Linked DNA regions of Mus musculus: regions 1 and 2 are each linked to region 3. A link is a contact called in public ChIA-PET and Hi-C data. All regions are on one chromosome and are shown on one strand. Each heading gives the region's core, a stretch centred on a gene start, on an enhancer-like site or on the middle of the called end of the contact. The rest is flanking DNA. Distances are from core to core; before and after follow the strand shown. Region 1 overlaps Parp11 (poly (ADP-ribose) polymerase family, member 11). Region 2 has its middle 9.1 kb from the start of Gm52919. Region 3 has its middle 11 kb from the start of 1700018A23Rik.

Region 1 (4,510 bases), core at 1,792-4,291, 660 kb before region 3:
AAATTTCATAAAAGTTTTAGAAAAAATCCCAATACCATATATATATTTTTTAAGACTTTATTTGTATGTGTGTGTATCTGTGTATGAGTGTGCTACGTGGGTGTGGGTGGCTGCAGAAGGCAGAGGAGGCATCCAACCCCTGGAGCTGCAGTCACAGTCAGTTGTGAGGTACAGGTGTGGGTGCTGGGAACCATTCAAAGAATGTCCCATGGGCTGGAGAGATGGATCAGCTGTTAGAGGCTAGGCTCACAACCAAATGTTCCAAATGTGCCAAGAAGGGCAGAGTGGGACCCTCTCTCCAGCTCCAGCCAATATTCTGTCAGTTCTTACACGTCACTCCATCTCCACACACACAATGTTTCTGCTTTCGTTTGTTTATTTGTTTGACACGGGTTTCTCTGTGTATCCTTGGCTATCCTGGAACTTGCTCTGTAGACCAGGCTGGCTTCAAACTCACAGAGATCCACCTGCCTCTGCCTCCCCTGTGCTGGGACTAAAGGCGTGCACAAGTCATTGTTTCTAGATCCCGATGTCCTTTCAGAGCTTCCTCAGTTCAGAAAGCCAATTTTTACCCAACACAAATGGCAGCACAAAACACCCATTTTGTTGTTGTTGTTGTTGTTCATTTAATCAATTCTTATCAAACTCTTTATCAGTATGTACCCAGTCTCCTCTTCTCATGGCCAGAGGGAAGTGCAGCACATGGCTGGCACTTAATCAACACTCAATGAGTAAAGGCCTGCTCTGCTGCAGACACACACAATTCCACCCATCTGTGCACAGCCAGAGGGAGCGTAAAAGAAGATAAGCATCCCAGACCAGGGGAAGAGGGGCTCAAGAGCTTCTGCTGTGGAGTGTCTTCCTCGGGGCTTGGTGTGTCATCTATAGACTGCCCAATGTGGCTCTGCATTGATGCAGGGGAAGTGGGCAGTTCCGGAGGATTTGGGTGCCAAATAGCAGGAGAGCTTGGTGACAGAACCATCACTGATTTAACTGCACGCTCCTGGTGCTACTCAGTTTGCTTCAACTCCTGCTACTCCAGTCAGAGTGCTGCAAAGACCAAAGCTACCCATCTGTTATTTCGTGTGCCCAAGAAGGACGTCTCTAAAGTGGGACTCCAGAGTCAAAGGATGTACTGACTGACAACTCTGATGCATAGATGCCCAAATGGAGCCTTGGAACATTGCACTTATTGACCTTCTCACCAGGAATGTGGAGGGTACCTATCGTCCGTCCAGCAACCTCTCCAGGAAAACATGTTAGCCCACTTTGGCATTTCAGTCAGTCTGCTAACAAAGGAGTCTGGCATAAACTCATATTTTCTTCATTATGAGTATAATAGGAGGAACATTCAAATTTTCTTAAGGGAGTTCTAGAAGAACTTCAAATACTAAAGGAGTTATTATTTAAATTAATTTCAACACTGAGTTGTTTTTTGAAAGCTCTCCCACCCCCCCACCCCACCCCCCCACTTTGTTCAATGTGTCTTCCAGCTGTACGGAAAGGTTTAAAGAACGTGTATGTACCCATGGCTTTCACAGGGCACATATTCACCAGGCTTTCAGGAATGCCCAGCATCATCCTGCATCCTGCCGCTAACCTTTCTGCATCAGCACCTCCTGACTACCATCCCCTGGGGCTTCCCTACTTAACTCCTCCCCTGTCATTATTGCCTCAATTGTTGTCCTCAGCTCCGGTTACACCCTAACACACACACACACCCCACCCCCTAGTCAGCCCCTTCTGTCTCTGTTGTGCAGTTTGTATAGTCTGGGACAGAAGGAAATGGCTCAGCATGTATATAACATCATACCTACTAATCCCTCCCATTATTGTGTCTCATCCCCAGACTACACACTACAGAGGATAACGCTTGCTGTATCCTATTCCTGCCCATGAGGAATGCATACATGTTGCAGCAGGTAGAAACATTCTCTGTGTTCCACAGACCCAGGAAAGACATCATTATCTTTTAAATTATGATGTTAGAATGCAAGTCAAACATCTTGATAAAGAAAAAGTGTTTATTTTCTTTCTAGTTTCTTCAACCCTTTTCTTTGCTCTACTTTTCCTAGGACGCCCTAGAAGGAGCAAGGCGACTCCTTACAACTCACACGCTCGCTCGAATAATGTTTCTGAGCTGCATCCTAAGTTCTCCAAATAGAAAAAGAAAATCAATATTTGCTTGAGTGGTCGTTCTAGAAAATAGGAGATATACTCTTAAATTTTTTCACTTGCTTTCCCTTCCCATTTGCAACAAATAAAGTATTTACTACACCTGGCTCTTGGCCATTCTTTCTCAGTCTATAGATGGCAAAGGGAACCGAAAGGAAATCGTGCACCCCAGGTGCTTCAGGGAAGATGCTGCACTGCTGCCCACAGTGGCTGTGCTGCCCCAGGTTTTTGGTCACCGTGGACTGGCGTTATATACAAGAGGCACAGATGAACAAGTAGATACCCAATGGGAATCTACATTAGTGCAGGGGCACACCAAATGGGCAGTTCTCTAAGATTTATGGTCAAATTTCTGGAAAATTCTGTGACCATATGTCCAGTTTATATTCAAACATAAGCTCAATAGCCTATTTTAAGCAAAAAACATATGGCACCTTGTAATTATCATGCACACTAGTCTAAGAATTGAAGAAAATTACACATGACAAACAAGAATGAAAGGAAACAGTGACAGAAGATAACGATGACTCCATCAGTGAACACGAGGTTTAATACTGCAAAGGTTACTCCATGGAATGTCAGTCTACCTAGGTTTCTGCCACAGAGTAAGAAAGAGCAGGGGGAGGGCAGCCCCACCCAACCGCCCGCCCGCCCACCCTCCGTGGGACCCGTTTTAGTACCTGAAGGCACTGATGGAGAAAGGAGCCCTCTTTATTAGGCGCTGTTTCCCAGTGACAAGATTCATCTGCTTCATTTCTGAAGACAAAGATAGACACATCCGATTAGCCACAGCAGCACACAGTGCAGAGTAGTGCCACAATACATGAAGGTTACACAGCTTTGGAGAGAGCTGACAGCTGGTATGTGACCTTTTTATCATGTTGCAAAGGTGCCAGGCAGCGCCTTCCTTCAGTGCTTGATCTAAGGCCCACACCAAGATGCTTATCTCACAAGGTGTTCCTCTGTGTGTTAAATTGACACCAAAATACAAGAATTCTAAAGGCAGGAAAGTTAAGAGTATAGAACAAAATCACCTAAAATCTTCTACTGGATTTGTTACACGTAGAAGTACACTTTGGTTTCCCTAATAATTTGAAAATTAGAAAGAGGCTGTTTTCATATAAAATCTGCACAATGAACAGCATTTCAAATGTACATGTTTCTTTACTCCTCTTTAAACTGAAGACCTAAATCAAAGGCGGGGAGGAAGAGATGAGAGGGAGAGATGAGAGGGGGAGGGGGAGGGAGAGGGAGCCATAGATCTCAGTAACAGAAGACCACCATCTGGCCAGCTCCTTCTGTCCACACCTCAGCCATGGCACTATCTACTGGGTCCATTTTATCACCTCCCAACCAGGCTGTGAATCTTAGCACAATACTAGTCAGGTTGCACACCTGATGCCACTGCACTTGTCAAATGCTGGTGCTGAGTGTGCTCTGCCACTCCTGTACTCACCAGAGTACTGTCACCATTCTCATCTCAGTACACAAAACCAAACCTGTAGCGTCATTGTCACAGCTGTCTCCATCTGAATTTACTTTCCATGACTTTCACAGGGAAAAAAAAGCTGGTCAGTGGTAGGGTGACTGGGGTTAACCCTGAAAACATGTGGAAAACTGTACCATTCATTCGCTGGCTGCCACATACTGCTGGGATACTTTAGCAAGGAATTTTTTTTATTTGGTTTTTTTTTTTTTTTTTTGATATGTGGTCTCATGTCCGCAAAGATGGCCTAGAACTCATTATGTAGCTAAGACTGGCCTTGAATTTCTGATCCTCCTGCCTCCTTATCCTGAGTGCTGGGATTGCAGGCATGTACTAGCAAGCCTGGTTTATGCTCTGCTAGGGTTCCATTCGTGCTAGGCAAGTATTCTACCAACTGAAGTACATTCTGAGTGTCTAGAAAGACATTCTGGATAAGTTCTATTTCCTGGTGGGATCTCCCAAGGAGTATAGCTCACTAGCGACTACTCTTAGACACAGTGGCCTGCTGAACACCTACCACACACTTTAACAAGTGGCAGCCCCTTTCTGAAGCCTGACGCTTGTCTATATCACGCTGTGTCTGTTTTCCCTCCAAAACTGTGCTTGTACACACTAGTACAGAACTCTGGTAACATCTGCCAAGCACCTTCTGCCTGCCTAGAACAGAAACATCAATGCCGGTGTCCCCCATGGGCGGCCTGGTTCCTAATGCTAGTTTTTAAAGTCAGGATTGGTTGAAAGTAAAAATATGATGGTTTCATTCTTTTTAAATTTAATTTATCCATCTATTCTTTGATTTATTCTTGATTATGAGCAACTGCAAGGAAAGCAGGTTTGTAGGATGGCATT
Region 2 (4,724 bases), core at 941-3,440, 520 kb before region 3:
CAGATGCCGAGTGCTCTTTCTTCAACCAAGGGCCACCGCTCCTCACTCCCTTCTAATCAGGCTCCACTCAGCCAGCTGGTGGTATGGTGGAGCGGTGTGAGCAGGTCTGCATGTCTATGGGTACTTAGGGTCAGCTAGCTTCTAGATCCTGGCCAAGAGAATGGTACCCAGAAAAAGTCTCATGTCATGTATAGAACTTACTGCCCCGAGCACCCTTCTTTAGAAGGGTTGTTGCTAATCTAAAGGAACATTGGCAATATACTTGTTTGTTTGTTTGTTTGTTTTTGATTTTGATTTTTGAAACATGGTCTCATGTAACCCAGGCTGGCCCCAAACTAGCTATGATTTATGACACAAACACACACACACACACACACACACACACACACACACACACGGCATTGTGTGTTGAGGAATCCATCTTTTAGCCTAAGACAAAGATCAAGCTAAGCTTGCTTCAGTTTGGGCATGAAAAGAACAAATTATCCAGATGGACGACTTGCTTCAAGGGAGGCTCTGGATGGCGAGTGATCTCTAGGCTCTCAAGAAGGGCCTTGCTCTCCACAGAAGTTTGTTTACCTTTGGGTTGCTTGGCTTAGGTTAGATGTCCCATCATACTTGCAGAACGAATAAATGAATGGACCTTTTACCCATCTGGAAAGAACAAAGCTACCTTATCCACATGAGACAGGCTTATGTTTGAGCATTGATTTGTGACTCCCCTCAAGATACATTATTCAATAATCTAATTTTCTAACAGAAACGATGGAGCAGAGCCAGGTTCTAGCACCCTTTACCTCTACAACCAGGCTCTGCTTCTCAGACTTTTTCTTTTCTTTCTAAAAATAACTTCAATTTAATAATTATCACATGCTAGGAACTAAAGAGGTGCACAAAACAAACCAACAGTGGTTCCTATCCTGTCTAACAGAAGAAACTACAATTGTGGTTTGGGATGCCACATAAATGACAGCAACGGGACCTACAGAAAATTAAGGCACAGAGAGAATGGACCATTTCTGCAGAGACCTGGAAAACAGACAAGGGAAGAAACATGGTGTGTCTAAGTGATGGGGCAGGTGGTGCAAACGCTAGAGGCAAGCAGAGGGGATATGAAACTGTGCTGCACAGCTGGACAGAAGGGAGGCTGGAAGGGAAGAGAGGACCCTCTGTTTTGACTCAATGGCTAGATGCCATGTGCCAAATAAGAAAGCACTTGGGGGGTTCTGTGGGAAATCGGAACAGAGGGACTGGAATCAAACCTCAACGTTCCTTGCATACTCCAGATAAGAACCAGGCTTTGAGCCAGGGCCTGGGAAGAGGGCTGGCCTACATATCTCATTTTAGAGATGAGCAAACAGGACTGGGAGCTCTAGGTCTTCAGTGACACGCTTGCTTGGCCCGCAGGAGACCCTGGGTTTGATCCACAGCACTGCATAAAACCAAGTGTTAACTGTATAGTCCCACAATCCCAGCAACCGGGAGGTGGATCAGACATTTTAGGTCATCCTCAGTAGATTTAAGGCCAGCCTGGGACACACGAGACACTATCTCAAAAACAACCCCATACAACAAAAAAATGTATTTAGGTTGACAGAAGACAAGAGCTACGGTTGTGCCGGGCATAAAGGGCTCATGCCTGTAATCTTTCCTGCACTTCCACTCTAAAGGCTAGGGTAGAAAAAAAAGCCCTCACAAATTCTAGGCCTCCCTGAGCTGTAGGGTGAATTCTTTCTTGGCCAGCCAAGGCTAGGAGAGAACAGCCTTGTCTCAAATGAAGATGGCACGCTGATTCCTGGATCAGGCAGTGGCCAGGCCAGAACCCTTTCACTTCTTTGGGGTGATACCCTGGCCGGCTTGCCCTCTGCTGGGGTTCTGGTGGTGATGTCACGGAATGACTAATGGGAGCGGGACTTGCAAGCATCCTGATAGCAGAGGGGTCGCCCAGACCGGGGCCCCTGGAAGCGTGGGGCGGCAGCCCAGGAATGCACCCTAGCCTGCCTGAAGCCTGCACTCTCCCAGGCCCTACGGCGGGCTCCCGGGTAGGTGGCTCCGCCTTGGATCTTTTGCTTCCCTTAGCAGGCCTTACCTGCCTAAACAAACAGCCTGGGCCTCCCACCCGCTGCACGCCCGCCCCCGGGACAGGAAACAAGCGGTGACAGCTCCCGGCCCGCGCCTGCCGCCGACCCGCAGCCGGGTTAGCAACCCGGCGCCGCGGCGCTGCGATTGGCTGAGCGTGGCCCAAGAGGCGCCGCGCCGCTCCAATGGGCGGCCGCCGGAGGCCGCGGGGAGCGAGGTTTTACATGCCTGTGGTATTTGCTCAGAGGGGCATGACCACTTTGGGCAAGTCTTTAAATGTGAGTCAGCTTTCGGCTGATCCCTGGGAAAAATTCCTTCGGTGTTGTCAGGCAGGGTTCGCTAGCTGTAGCTTTTTTTTTTTTCCGCCCCCAACAATTCAAAAGGGATAATCCTACTGAATGGGGGAAGGCATTCGGACCCTGTCCGGGGTCCCCAACCAGAGGCCCCTTTAACTCTGAGGTGGGGCCCCTCCTCGAAGCTGATTTCTGCAGGGTCAGGACCCTAGCCCTCTTCCCCCCACCGCCCCCATCGCGTGCCCCATAGCGACTTCAGCATTGCACACAAGGGCCAGGGGGCACCCAGGCCTCAGGGGACGCAGCGCCATAAGACAGCAGGAAGGCTTGCTTCCCAGGGCTGCCTCTTGGCCCTCTCAGATTCCAGGCTTGGATCCAGCATAGGGGTGGTCACTTACCACCTCTCTAAGCTTAGATTCCTCTTTGGCAAAGCAAAAGACTTATGCTAGTTTGGTCTTTCCAGCTTGCTTGGGCAAGCCCTTTTTGCATTCTTGGCCTCAGTTTCCACGGAAGAGGGTCAAGTTGATGTGGAAGCGTCCCGAAGCATCCTTCCAGTTCTATTTGTGCCCCTCGGGAAGCCCACGAGCTTGGGGTTCACACAGCCCGGTTTCTCACTACACAACTGCGGAGAGACGCCACGTGTCATCTCAGAGACATCCAGCAGCCGGGTGTGAAGGGGGTGGGGGCCACCAAAAAAAAAAAAAAAAAAGGCTAAAGGCTGAAGGAAATAAGCAGGCACTTGAGGATTTACGTGTAATTTGGTTTTAAATGAACATCTTGTGCAGAAGAAGAGGCAATTTGGCACCTGCTGCTGGTGAGTTAATAGCTTAGGCACTTGGTAACGGCCACAATACTGCGAAGAGACCATTAGTGGATGTGGCATGTGGCAGAGCGTTATGGGCAGGGCTGCTAGCTTGGGAAGCCTCCCTCGGAAGACAAGGCAGGCGGCAGTGCTTTGCCTGCTTTAGGGGGCTTTAGTGGAGCCCTTAAAGCCTTGCATTTCATGGGAGCACAGGGTGCTTCTCTGTGTTACCAGCGTGGTTTGCCATAAAAAGCTCTGTTCTCTGCTGCTCATCGGCTGTGACCATGGGCAGGTCACTAGCCTGCCTTGGTCTCCTCTTCCCTAGCTGTAAAGATGTGTTAATCCCATTGCCTTCCTAACATCCCCTGACCTCCCCAAGCCCTGATCTCCATGATTAAATATATACACCATTACTTTAGAACTGCTGAACACCGGGGCTCTTTAGGCAGTTATTTATGTTGAAGTTTTTGTTTGTTTGCTTGTTACAATATTTATTTGTTTGTTTATTTATTTGAGATGCTGCTTATGGCAGCCAGAAGACAACTTTCTCTCTTTCCATCCTGTGATTTCTGGAACTGGAACTCAGGTCATCAGACTAGGTAGCCAGTGCCTTTACCACCCCCACTTCCCAAGTCATCTTTGCCAGCCCTTCAGCATTATTTTTAAGTAGATGGTGGTAACAAATTGTTCATCCCATTCTACAGATGGATAGAAATTGGGTGTCTGCTGCCCATCAGCTGAGACTGCCACAGAGCACTTGTTTGGTAACAAGGTTTCCATGTCGGCCTGGGAATCAGTATTGTTTCCTTCATTTCTTCACATTGGAGCTTGCCCTGCCTTGGCCCCCTCAGCTGGCCACCATTCCCCACCCCACCCCCATCTTCATGTCTCCACCTCAGCTAGCTCCTTCCAACATCCTCTGAGTCAAATGGATTGTGCTGCACCTTGGACAAGCTTGTAGACCTTGGTAAAGAAAATGAAGCCAAACCAGACGGGACAATTTCTTTCTCACCCCTTCAGATCTCCCTGCTTCTGTGAGGCATTTATTGAGGTAGGAGGAAAGGAACAAGCTGAAGGAAAGAAAGGGCCATAATCACAAAGGAAAGGGTTTTTTTTTTTTTAATTCCTTCTGCTGGGGAATTGGTTCAGTTGGACCCCGAGGAGGTCCTCAGCACCCTGGTAAAAAGCTAGCATTTGTAATTGCAGCACTAGGGAAGCTGAGACAGGAGGATGCCCAGAACTTGCTGGCCACCTTGACTAACCAAATCAATAAACTCCAGTTCAGTTCCTTGACTCAAAGAAAAAAAAATGAGATGGAAGAGAGCAATCGAGGAAGATGCCCAACATCAGTCGACCTTTGACCTCTGCATTCATCTACATGTTTTCATGCGCACTCACTCTCTTGTCTCTCCCTGTCTCTGTCTCATTCTCTCTCACACATGAGCAGGGCCATGCAGTCATTTTGTGCTACATTAAAAAAAAAGAAAGAAAGAAAGAAAGAAAGAAAGAAAGAAAGAAAGAAAGAAAGAAAGAAAGAAAGAATTCCTGAA
Region 3 (4,461 bases), core at 731-3,230:
TCCCTGAAAACAGTTATCTATTTTGTGTAGTTTTGCAGATGCTTTTGAGAGGAGACCAATCTTGTCTCAGGCGTTCCATTATAGCCTGAAGCAGGAGATGACTCCAGATCATTAAAAAAGAAGAAGAAGAAGAAAAGTACAGCACTGACTCGTCCTAATTGCTCACCAATTCACTTTGATCTAGTACAGGGGTAGCCTTTTCTCTAACCCATCAGTCTAGCCTTCTCTCACCTGCCTGAAAGCCTACAGTGTCTTGTCCTAAGTGCACCATTCAATGTTCGTACAGATGAGTAGTTTCTCCTTAAATTATTTAACGCCTTACTGGGATGAGATGGCAGCTTAGCTGTCCACTGACAGTTGGTAGGCAAGGCAATCATTCAAGTTACCACTCGCCCGTCCAATCACACCCCGCCCGAGAACTGTGTTAGAAGGCTTACACAAGTGAATCACATGATCATACCCAGCTGCCTGTGCTGCATCAGCCCAGATGGTGGGAGCTTCCCCATGAAACTCCCAACCAGCAAAATCAACGAGAAGAAAAGACAAATGGATGAAAACCCACCGTTTAGTTTTCTTCTCCTCTGTTGCCTTATTCTGCAGTCTATACTGGTCTGATGTCCAGGAGAATGCTTTCCTTTCCTCTGTGCCAGCTTCTTCCCTTATGGTCACTCAGTGCTGGAACATTACTTGCAGAGTTCTCTGACTTTACCTCTTTCCGAGATTAAATGCCCATCAACCATATTGAGTGCTCCGTTGCATTTCCTAATTTGCAGCGTCTACAAATACATGCGGTTAGGATACAATCCAGTTCTGTACAAAGATCCTTTCTCTTTTGTTGCTGTGGTGGAGGGATATGGCTGAGCCCCTTGACTTTCGTGGGAGGGAGCATCCTTAAGCTGAGGAATCCTCTTACTGGCAATCATACATACCTTAGGATTTCTTCTTGGGTTGTACTGTCTGGTGTCTCCTCTCCTGGCTGAAGCCATCCAAACACTCATGTCTGTGCCATACACAGAATTCAACACTATGATACCTACCTGCAACCAATCCAGACAAACAGTAAAGTTATTTCTGGGATACAGGAAAACTGTCTGCGGGCTATCTGCCCTAAACCAGAAACCACAGCACAAAGAAGCATGCTTAAACAATCTCAGGACTTGGGAGGCTGAGGCAAGGGGATTGTCAGAAGGTTGAGGCCAGCCTGGGCTACAAAGTGAGTTCCAAGCCAGCTGTGAGTCTAAACGAAAGGAAAACCCCAAACAGAATATAAAATACAAACCTTCAGAACTGGGAGTGGTGGCTCACACCTATAATCCCAGCTCTAGGAAAGTAGATGCAGATGTAGCTCAAGATCAGCTTCTACTACATATCAAGGTCAAGGCCAGCCCAGGCTACCTGCTACCCTGTGTCTAAAGGCAAACTCCCAAAGAATCCACTGAGGATGTTCCAGACGCATCAGGCCCAAGAGGCCGCGCTACGAGGACAGAGTGCTTAGTAGACAGACTTTTCAAATGGGGACGTGGGCTAACTCTGAGATGCCTCTAGGGGCTTTTAGAAACGCTTACGGAGATCTTGCACAGCATGGATTCCTGTAACAGATCCCTTAATACAGTATTTTGAAATGCCCATGTTATTTGGGCTGTAAGTGGCCCATGATGGTGGTTAGGTCAGTTAGGTCTCCTATTTAGAGAGCACAGGAACCTAAGTCATGTTTAAACTCCTCCACCTCCCATTATTATTGGTCTATTTTTAATTTTCAGTTGTTTTAGGGGTGGGGATAGAGCCCAAGGCCTGGTGCAGGACAAGCAAGCAGCCATCACTGAGGTACCCAGCCCTAGCCAGAATTTTATAAGCAACTTTTTTGTATAACACTTTGTCTTTCAGAATGTCTTTCTTTTTTAAAAAACATAAAACCACAGTGATGACAATATCTTATGTTTCCTGAATGTGCCGAGCCTTTGACAAGGTTGGCTCGCACCTCATAACCACACTGCAGAGGAAATGGTTGATTTGTTTCACTTTTTGAAAACAAGGTTTCACTGTATAGTCCCAGATAACCCCGAACTTGTGGCAGTCATCCTGCCTCAGCCTCTCGAGTGCCAGGATTCAGGGAAAACCTCACTGTGCCTAGCTTGTTTGCCTGTTTATTGTAGCACTAGGGCTCCAACCTAGGCCCTTGCCCATGCTAGGCAAACACAAACCACTGAGCTATATCCCAAATCCTAGTCGGTGTTATAAACTCTCATTTTATAGATAAGAAAAATAGTTCAGAGAGGTAAACTAAATTGCTTTAGTTTCCCTAACTAGTGAGTAATGAACTTAATTTCTTAAACAACCCATACCCTTTCCAGCACTCTCTGGATGCCTGTGGTGGTCTAATCTATAGACCAGAGTTACCATAATTAACCTATCAATCACTACAAATTATTTCATTAATACGCTTATGGTTGTGACATCTAGGGATGTTGGTGGTAGTGATTATAGCACTTTGAATACTAATGGCTCAAATAGGGTTTTGAGTATCTTGTTACCAGTTGGTGGAACTATTTGGGAGGGATTGGAGGCTGTAGCGCTGCTGTTGGAGGAGCTGTGTCTCAGGGGTTGATCTTTGAGGTTTCAAGAGATTTGTGGGATTCGCAGTGCACTCGTGTAGCTGCCAGCGACCACGGGGTACTGAGTTCCTGAAAGCAAAGATGGGGGTTTGGATGGGAAAGGCTTCGAGAGAAATAAGGAGCCAAGACAAAGTTCTCTGATCAAGGCCAATGTTGACTTATGAGTGTGAGCTTATAAAGGGGTGGGGACCACCCATCCCCCACCAGGCCAGCATCTCATTGCTTTGTCAGGATCACATCAGGAAGACAGGTTCAGTCTCTCAGCAGTAGTGGCATCTTGGAGGAAACCACAGATGTGGCAGGACAATAGACTTTACCTAGGTTGGAAGACTCCACCCTAGATGGGCTAGCTGGCTGTGGCAAGCTAGGTTTGAGGCAGCCTGCTCAAGGCTGGGGGAAGAACACACACTTCCAGCAATGGGACAAGGGGCTCTCAGAGGCTCAGCAGAGAGAGGCCCAGGACTTATTCCTCGAGTTGGTTCGCAACGTGTTCTTCAGTAACTAGTTGCCCTGTAACCGCAGCATCCTTGACACCCGTGATGCCAGGGAGTACCCTTTTATATTGATATGTGGCGGTTACCCTTTAGTCATTAGCTGATGGCTGGTTCCTTGTTTTCAGGTCTGGGCTACTGTGAATAACGCTGTCATGTTTTGCCTTTTATTTTATTTGTTATTGTTATTATTATTATTATTTGTTTTTTTCGAGACAGGGTTTCTCTGTGTAGCCCTGGCTCTCCTGGAACTCATGCTGTAGACCAGGCTGGCCTTGAACTCAGAAATCCGCCTGCCTCTATCTCCCAAGTGCAGGGATTAAAGGTGTGCACCACCACGCCTGGCCTTATGTTTTGCCTTTTAATGAATTGGAGTTAGGGTTTGATATACACGTACTAATACACAAACATGAAGGTTAAGGGGGAAAGAGGCAACCGAGACACACCCCAAAGCATGGGTGTGGTCTCAAGGAGGGTTGTTTCCTGTGCAAGGCCATATGAGAACAAATGGAGGTCTTCATTTTGTAGACGTTGTAGCAGAGTTGCTGTGTTGTATGGTAACTCTGTTTTTAGCCTTTTGAGGGCCTGCCCGCCTGTTTCCTAAATGGGGCTACATAATTAGTTATATTCTGTCCCACAGGGTTGAGCAGATTCTTGTTGCTTGCCTTTTGTTTTTGAAGGAGAACCAGGAAATCAAGGCGTTATGTTCTGAGCTACATAGATCTCTGCCTCCAAGAGTTGGTGATTACTGGGGCGGACCACCCTGCCTGGCAGAAGCCAGGTCTGGTTTGGGCGTTGAACCCAGGGCCTTGTGAATGTACAAAAGCATGCCACCAATGATGGGTAATCCCAGGCTCCTGGGATTTGTCCACATATTCGCCAACACGTTATTGTGTGTGTGTTGAGCTATTAACTTATTGGTTGTGAGATGAATCTCATTGTGGTTTTTTTTTTATTTTATTATCTAAAATTTTAGACCTAATGATGTTGAACATCTTTTTATGTACTCATTACTCATTTGCATGTCTTTTTCCAGGAGTGTCTACTTGAGCATATTATTTTTTGTTATTGAATTGCAACTTCCATTCTTCCTTCCTTCCCCGCCCCTCCACTCCCCCTCCCTCCTTGAGCTGGCTTCCAGAACTGAGTAAAAACCTGCGGGAGGGGAGGAGAAACGGAGTAGGTTCAGCAGCCCCTGCTCTGCTTCCTGGTCTGTGGCGTGTGGGAGTCCCAGTCACTTGTCCCTGCTGTCACAACCTCTGCTGTGCCCTGCCATGATGGACGGACCCTCCTGGACCCTGAGCACAGATGAACCTTGCTTCCCCTAAGTCGCCTCTGCTGGATACCTTGTCATATCA

The links. Hi-C and Micro-C count contacts between places; a contact is called where the count stands out from the background. ChIA-PET counts read pairs in DNA pulled down with a chosen protein or histone mark.
Region 1: a Hi-C map of CD8 T cells shows a contact between it and region 3, with 4 times the contacts expected there. The contact joins two enhancer-like sites. A contact is called at or near these places in 2 of 484 Hi-C or Micro-C datasets (CD4 T cells and CD8 T cells).
Region 2: an RNA polymerase II ChIA-PET map of memory CD8 T cells shows a contact between it and region 3, with 17 read pairs. The contact joins two enhancer-like sites. A contact is called at or near these places in 2 of 484 Hi-C or Micro-C datasets (CD4 T cells and embryonic stem cells) and 1 of 115 datasets of contacts at active chromatin or transcription factors (memory CD8 T cells).

The regions. Positions count from the first base shown.
Region 1 is chr6:127,472,657-127,477,166 of GRCm38.p6, reverse strand. It overlaps Parp11 (poly (ADP-ribose) polymerase family, member 11), which reads right to left. Exons shown (of 9, transcript NM_181402.4): 5 at 2,856-2,931. Among named protein-coding and RNA genes, the nearest start is that of Parp11, 21 kb to the right of the region's middle. Within about 2 kb of position 3,041, at least 30 of the 459 cell types and tissues checked have an H3K27ac peak or open chromatin away from gene starts, as enhancers often do. A contact at or near this core is called in CD8 T cells, where this site is marked.
Region 2 is chr6:127,327,902-127,332,625 of GRCm38.p6, reverse strand. No RefSeq gene overlaps it. Among named protein-coding and RNA genes, the nearest start is that of Gm52919, 9.1 kb to the right of the region's middle. Within about 2 kb of position 2,190, at least 227 of the 459 cell types and tissues checked have an H3K27ac peak or open chromatin away from gene starts, as enhancers often do. A contact at or near this core is called in memory CD8 T cells, where this site is marked.
Region 3 is chr6:126,809,205-126,813,665 of GRCm38.p6, reverse strand. It overlaps the pseudogene Gm29788. Among named protein-coding and RNA genes, the nearest start is that of 1700018A23Rik, 11 kb to the left of the region's middle. Within about 2 kb of position 1,980, at least 25 of the 459 cell types and tissues checked have an H3K27ac peak or open chromatin away from gene starts, as enhancers often do. A contact at or near this core is called in CD8 T cells and memory CD8 T cells, where this site is marked.